Linked DNA regions of Mus musculus: region 2 is linked to region 1. Evidence: chromatin contacts called from public HiChIP or PLAC-seq data. All regions are on one chromosome and are shown on one strand. Each heading gives the region's core, a stretch centred on a gene start, on an enhancer-like site or on the middle of the called end of the contact. The rest is flanking DNA. Distances are from core to core; before and after follow the strand shown. Region 1 has its middle 36 kb from the start of Gm11998. Region 2 has its middle 24 kb from the start of Fignl1.

Region 1 (3,221 bases), core at 516-3,015:
TAATGAAGGGGAAGTTCCTGAGGGGGTCAAGAAGCAATGAGGAGCAATGTAAAGAGTCACTATAACATATTCATGCCAAGAGCCCTCAGTGACCATGAGCCTGCCATAGCCGAAGTTCAGCACATTGACTCTAACAATTTTCTCTTAACTATAATGCATTTCTAAAAATTAAAGTATTGTCATTTCTAAGAGGTGTGCTACCCATACACACGTATGTTAGGTAGCTACATAAATAAAAACGGCCTTGAGGATGGACCCCCCCCCCCATAGTTGACTTTGGGCCTCACCTGTTGTTTTCCTGGTGGCACTAGAAATAAAAACACCACAATTACCTTAATATTGAAACTGCAATAAAAAAAATACAGATACTTCTGGGCTTTGTGGAGGGTCATGAATGGAAAGCTCTCCCTTCCTGGCCTAAAAGATGGACTCCCATTCATCTATACCTCTGACCCTGGGTGTAAGAAGGCCTTCTCATCTACCTCAAAGATTAAAACCCTACATGCAGACCAGCAAGATCCCTGAGCAGGAAAAGGGACTGGCCACTAAGCCTGAGGTCCTGAGTACAACCCTAGGACATACACGGTAGAAAGAGAGAACCAGTTCCTACAAGCTGTGCTCTGACCTCCACATACATGTTCCATATATGTATATGCATGTATATGTATGTGTCTGTCTGTATGTATATGTATACGAATAGACAAATAATAATGTAATAGCATATACACCATTACATGCTATTGCAGCTTCCCTTAAGAGTTAATGTAAATGAAACTGTCTATCACTACCCTACAGGAAGCTGCCCTGTAGTTCAATAACCAGTAGGAATCCTGCTTTATAATGTAAATCTGAGCAGTGAGCCCTTTGGTCATTGCTCATTCTCTCCCTTAAGAGTGGTTCACTTCTTTCTGTAATAAATTCTATTTCCTACACAAGGGTCTGTAATAAACTTTCTTCCATTCTACAAACTGTGCATATCTTTCCGTTCAGTTGGCAGAGAACATACAGGCCAGGGAGTCACTGGTGAACAGAGTGAGATTCCAGTGACACTTTAAATAAATATACATAAAGGATAATTTAGTAGACATTAGTAGCATATCCTTGCCTAAAAAAGTACTTGTCTTTGCGGAAATGAAAATACATGGATTACTTTGGAACTGGGGGAGCCTCACTGACTCACAGGGCATGGGATCTAGGGGGATCCAGAAAGTATTCTTATAATACTGCAGGAAAATGCAAATATTTTCAGCAGCTACCATCATTTTCACTCCTGATTGTTTTAGTTTTGTAACATTATAAATTCTTCCTTATTCAATCTACCCAAATGGTATTCAGAAACAACACTGATTAATTAATTAGGTTATAATTAAGTATTATAATCTAGGGTTGGTAGTGTACATGAGAAAGCGTGGGTAGGTTATGTGTACATTCTGACATGTCATCTTAGCCACTTGAGTATGTAGAGCCTGCCATCCATAGGGTCTTGAAACAAGCCTTCCCCCAAAGATACTAAGACAGTTTAACACTGATTAATTAATTAATTAATGCACACATTTTTTTAGATTGTGCTTGTTTATTTCATTCACTATAAGTGATTCTGAATATACTCTAAATTGCTGTTAAAATATTTCCTGCTTCATCCTCTGTAAAGGACATTTCCTCACACTTGTTGAAGTTTGGCACGGAGAGTCCCTGTAGCCCTCTATCTAAACTGCTTATTGTGGTTACAGGTTGGGGCGGGGCTGGCTTCCTCCTGCCAGCCCCAGATGTTGCAGGCTACCCTGTGTGGGTTTCCAGGGCAAGCTCTGCTGATTCTAGTCTGTAGGCTGTAATGGAAACAGCTTTATTTTGTCACATTCACACTTTGGAAACAAGACGCTAACACATGTTGGGTGTAAATCTATTTTTCCAGTGCTGGAAGACCGTTTTCATTGTGTCTTCTGTGGGCAGAGCCACAGATAAAAGATAAAGGCAGACTCACTGAGCACCCTGTGGGGACACACAGGAAGAGATATCTGAGCAGAGAAGGGAAGGGAGAGGAAGGGCCTCAGGCACAAGTTATGGGGGTTCTAAGTTGTACAGCATTTGACTGGAGTTCATGTAAATCAACTTTGCAGAATGTCAAATCAAGGCTGCAGACTCTGGTGGAGTTCATAGCCCTCCGTAGTAACTTGCCCATGCAAAGCATAGCCATAGATTCTCTTGAGTGACTGATGAGTTTTGGGACACTACTGGGGCTGGAAGCGTTCTGTGCAAAGCAGAAATCAAACAGAGACTCTCAAATAAAGGGAGGAGGAGGAACTGATGATGTTTCTGAACAGTATATTGTCAGTCCCCTACTAGAAACAATGGTCACAGATCAGCAACTCCAAAACAAAGCCAGCGTTCTAGTAAATGCAAACTGTCTTAGTATCTTTGGGGGAAGGCTTGTTTCAAGACCCTATGGATGGCAGGCTCTACATACTCAAGTGGCTAAGATGACATGTCAGAATGTACACATAACCTACCCATGCTTTCTCATGTACACTACCAACCCTAGATTATAATACCTAATACAATCAAATTTTATATAAGTAGGTGTTTTATATTAGTAATAAGTAATTAAGGCATAAAAGGTAGGAGATATTGGGTATAGACTCATATAGCTTTCCCTAAATATTTTGAATACATAGTTGGTTGGGTACAGAACAGGCAGATTTGGAGGGCCAATAATGCTCCTGATGCTATGGTTTCGTATGATCCTGTCAACACTCAATTACAAACGTAGCCAAAGGTCTCCCTAGAATCTCTGGAAATCTGTTTTCTAGGTTGATGTCCCGAGAGTCCTTTCATGGGATGTTTCTAAGACTAGTGTGAACAGTCACACATTTGTCTTTCAAGATCTAAAGCCTAAGCAAACAAGGCATCCTAAGGGTGTTCAATGTTGTTGGAAGAACTGCTGTCTAGGGAAATCCTTGAGTTTCTTTTTGCTTCCGTGGATCCCACACGCAGAGTGTAAGGCCCCCATTCCAGCTCAGGCCCTAGAAAGAAACTCAACTTTAGAGCATGGCGTTTATCCACCGGTGAGCTCCTCTCAGATCTGTAGGCAGGGGTGAAAGAAAATACTATATCTCTCTATCCTTTAGTCAGCCAGAACATCAGGTGTTCATCTCTTTCCTGCAGTCAGCCAGAATATCAGGTGTTCAGAGTTGCAAAAGAAAATCCAGCTGTCTTGGACAAAT
Region 2 (3,280 bases), core at 617-3,116, 260 kb after region 1:
AAGATTCAGAAATTTAAGGAGAAATGTCTTTGAGAGGGTCTGCATTAGATTAAATAAAACCTTTTACCTAGCTTTAGGATAAAATTAGTTCTCTCCTGCTCATGACAACATCCATACTGAAAAAATCATACAAATGTGACCATTTCAAAACAGCCAGTAAAGAGCAGTTTGAATGCTCCCAGCATAAATGTGACAAATGTCTGAGGCCTAATCTGATCCTTCTACATGTTATAAATGCATGTCATACTGCATCCAATCAACAGGTACAAGACCTATGTATCAATCATAAGTCAAAACATATTTCAGCTTTCAAACTTGCTCAGAACCACAAGGACCTCCAGAATTCTGCCCTGTGTCCTGTAAGCCATTACACCTGACTTCAGCTTTACACAGAATAAAATTGCTATCAGCGTCTCCTAAATCATATCCTAGAATTGGTTTTTCTGTTAGTCCCAATATTGTGTCATAAAAAGTGTGGCTGCAAACAAAGTCATACTGAGGACTACACAGATTTTGTCCTAATATCCATGATGGGAAAAAGCCAACTGCCTGACCTCTGCTAGAAGTCATCACTCAGCCTTGCTCACTGCCCTGCCTTCCTTACAGAGTCTCACCCAGGGATCAACCAGCTCTTATCATCTGAAGGATCAGAAAGATTTCCCGAAGTCACTGACATGCAGTCATCAGAGGAACATTTGCATGGGACAAGCACAGAGAAAAACTTAATATTTTTGTGGCAGCGATGACAATAACATGTGACAAAGGAGTTACTACCCTTGCTCCTTAGAGAAAAGAGGTTCACACCTAAGATCGCCCTTCTAGTGGAAGCTACACCTTTCACCACCCCAAGGACCCAGTGGGCAGCCTGACACATGATAATGTCAGCAAGATTATACTGAGCATTAAAAGGGGTCAAGGGGTGATAAATTCTCACCATAGCAATAGTGCATGCAAGGTATATACATATATTGCTTTGGGATATTCTGAGGCCATGGAAAAATAAAGTACAGAAATGTTGGAAAGTCACACCTGGCAGAAGCAAACAGCAATCTGAGTTTTTTACTTCATGCTGGGAGACAGGGATGCTATGCATCCAATCACTGTAACGTGGGATGCCAGAAAGACAGGGAAAAACATTTCATTCCCCAAATAGAAAATTTTGTTATAACAATGCTGTGCCATAGGCATGAACTTAGTATAGCTATTCAAACTTAATTAAAATTAATTAGAACTGGAAATTCAACCTCTTGGTTGCAAACATTCTAGATGTTCAATAAGTTGGATTTGGCTCTGGCTCTGGCTGTGGCTCTCGCTGCCATCCACATTGGATCATACAAACAAGAAGCATTTCCATCCATGTAGCAAGTTCTGTGAGGTAGAGCTGATCGGTAGCTGTTTGCCTTGCTCCTTGGGACTCTCCAGGGTCTAGCACAGTACATGGCACAGAAGGTGGATACCTGTCAAATTTCCTTCCAAAGTAAGCCATGCCCTTGCAATAAGATTCCCAGAAAGCCATCCTGGACTACTGTATTCTGTTTTAATCCTAACTCATTGTTTAAAGATTGCAGCAACTTTCGCTTCTGTTTGCGAATAGACCTTTTACTCTGCCTGGGAGGAAAATGGCCCTTGCTTAAGGTCCTCTGCTTCACGCCAGTCCCACTCGAAGTGCTGATGGTGGAGGTGACCCTGGAAGCTCAGAGTGCTGCATCAGAGCCCTGGTGGGTTCCTGTGACCTCCAGTCCCTCCCACCAGCTAGCAACCTGCAAAAGAGAAACTCTAATGGCCAGCAGGCAGAGGGTGGGATCTGTAGAAACAGGGAAGCAAAGGCCTCTTAGGCAGTTCTTGCAGGATCATCCTCCTCCCGGGGGAGAAAGAGGAAAGGAAGGCAAATCACTTTCCACTTGCTTCTGCTTCTCCTAGAGAAACCGCTTGCCTAATTTCCTCTGCAGCTAGAGAAATGTTCTTTGTGAAAGCCACGATTTCCACACATTCACTCTGTGGACTCCACGGGCCTCCCAGAGGTATTTGCATTGCAGCTCTCCTTCTGTCCCAGCAACTTCAGCTGTCCTGGCAGCTCTGCTTGAAGACAAGCAACCAAGTGCAACACACACTGACTACAGTCAGCAGCAGGTCCTTCCACAGAGCATTCTGGCTCCACTGGGCTGCAGAGGTGGGCAGGAAGGAGCTCTGGAAGCTTCCATCCTAAGGCCCAAGCCCTCCTAGTATGGCCATCCTGCACAGTCCCCTGAATGACACCCCGTTTCTCAAGGTCCCTGCAGCAAAGGGATTTGAGAAAGTCACAGCCATTCTCACACTCAGAACACCCTAACCCCAAGCCTGTACCTAGATAGCCTGTGGTCTGCAGGGAGTACCTGTGTAGCCTATAAGACCCTCACCCCTTTCATGGACCAAAACACAATGAATACATTCTGGCTATGGCTCTCAGGGTATGAAGGCAGTGCTGGTGCAATCCCCAGCAAGGGTAATGCAGTGAAGTGTCTCTGTGCTAAGGACTGTGCTTCCACAGAGCCCTTAAGCTTGTGTTTGCTGAATGAGCTGGCCACTCCCTCCCTCCCACATCTCCACACTCCCACCATACCCCCCTGGCCTGGAAGAGAACAGTTCACTCAGACTGGATTCAAAGCACATGTCACCACTAGAGAGACAACCTGCAGGAGAAACCCATCTGCTGGAAATCTAACACCCGGCAAATAGAAGGAGTGTGGTGTTAGGCATGGCACCTGGGCTTTAAGCATCTTATTACCTGAGCTGCATTGTCACAAGTGAAGCAGTCACCCTTCCTTAGCCTAACAAGCAACTGTAAATTACAGGCCTATGCCACCAGACACTTAAACGTCACCAAAATGAAGGATGTATGTAGAAGCCATATGGAAATCTGTGGCTTTATGGATCAAGTAAAAGAATACCATTAAGCCCAGTGTGATGGTGCATACCTTTAATCTAGGCCTTGGAAGGCAGAGATAGGAGGATCCATGTGAGTTTTTGGCCAGCCTGATCTATATAACACAGGAGGATCTGTGTGAGTTTTTGGCCAGCCTGGTCTATATAACACGTTTCAGGATAGCTAGGACTCCATAGTGAGATCCCATTTCAAAAAGTATACATGTAATATATATGTATATGCATGTTATATATTATATATAATATAAAATCAGAGAGATAATAGGCCTAGGACAACATAAGAGAACAGGGGGATAGTTAAAGTTTCAAGTAGGGATGGGAACAGGGTGATGGGGAGAAGGATGCATGAAGAAGCCTT

The links. HiChIP or PLAC-seq counts read pairs in DNA pulled down with a chosen protein or histone mark.
Region 2: a contact with region 1 is called in an H3K4me3 HiChIP or PLAC-seq map of the SCID.adh cell line, with 8 read pairs. The contact joins two enhancer-like sites. A contact is called at or near these places in 3 of 15 datasets of contacts at CTCF or cohesin (CD8 T cells, the NIH/3T3 cell line and embryonic stem cells), 2 of 484 Hi-C or Micro-C datasets (bone marrow-derived macrophages and embryonic stem cells), 13 of 115 datasets of contacts at active chromatin or transcription factors (the 230-238 cell line, CD8 T cells, the SCID.adh cell line and 8 more) and 1 of 9 other capture datasets (macrophages).

The regions. Positions count from the first base shown.
Region 1 is chr11:11,520,241-11,523,461 of GRCm38.p6, forward strand. No RefSeq gene overlaps it. Among named protein-coding and RNA genes, the nearest start is that of Gm11998, 36 kb to the right of the region's middle. Within about 2 kb of position 1,766, at least 95 of the 459 cell types and tissues checked have an H3K27ac peak or open chromatin away from gene starts, as enhancers often do. A contact at or near this core is called in the SCID.adh cell line, where this site is marked.
Region 2 is chr11:11,783,810-11,787,089 of GRCm38.p6, forward strand. No RefSeq gene overlaps it. Among named protein-coding and RNA genes, the nearest start is that of Fignl1, 24 kb to the right of the region's middle. Within about 2 kb of position 1,867, at least 17 of the 459 cell types and tissues checked have an H3K27ac peak or open chromatin away from gene starts, as enhancers often do. A contact at or near this core is called in the SCID.adh cell line, where this site is marked.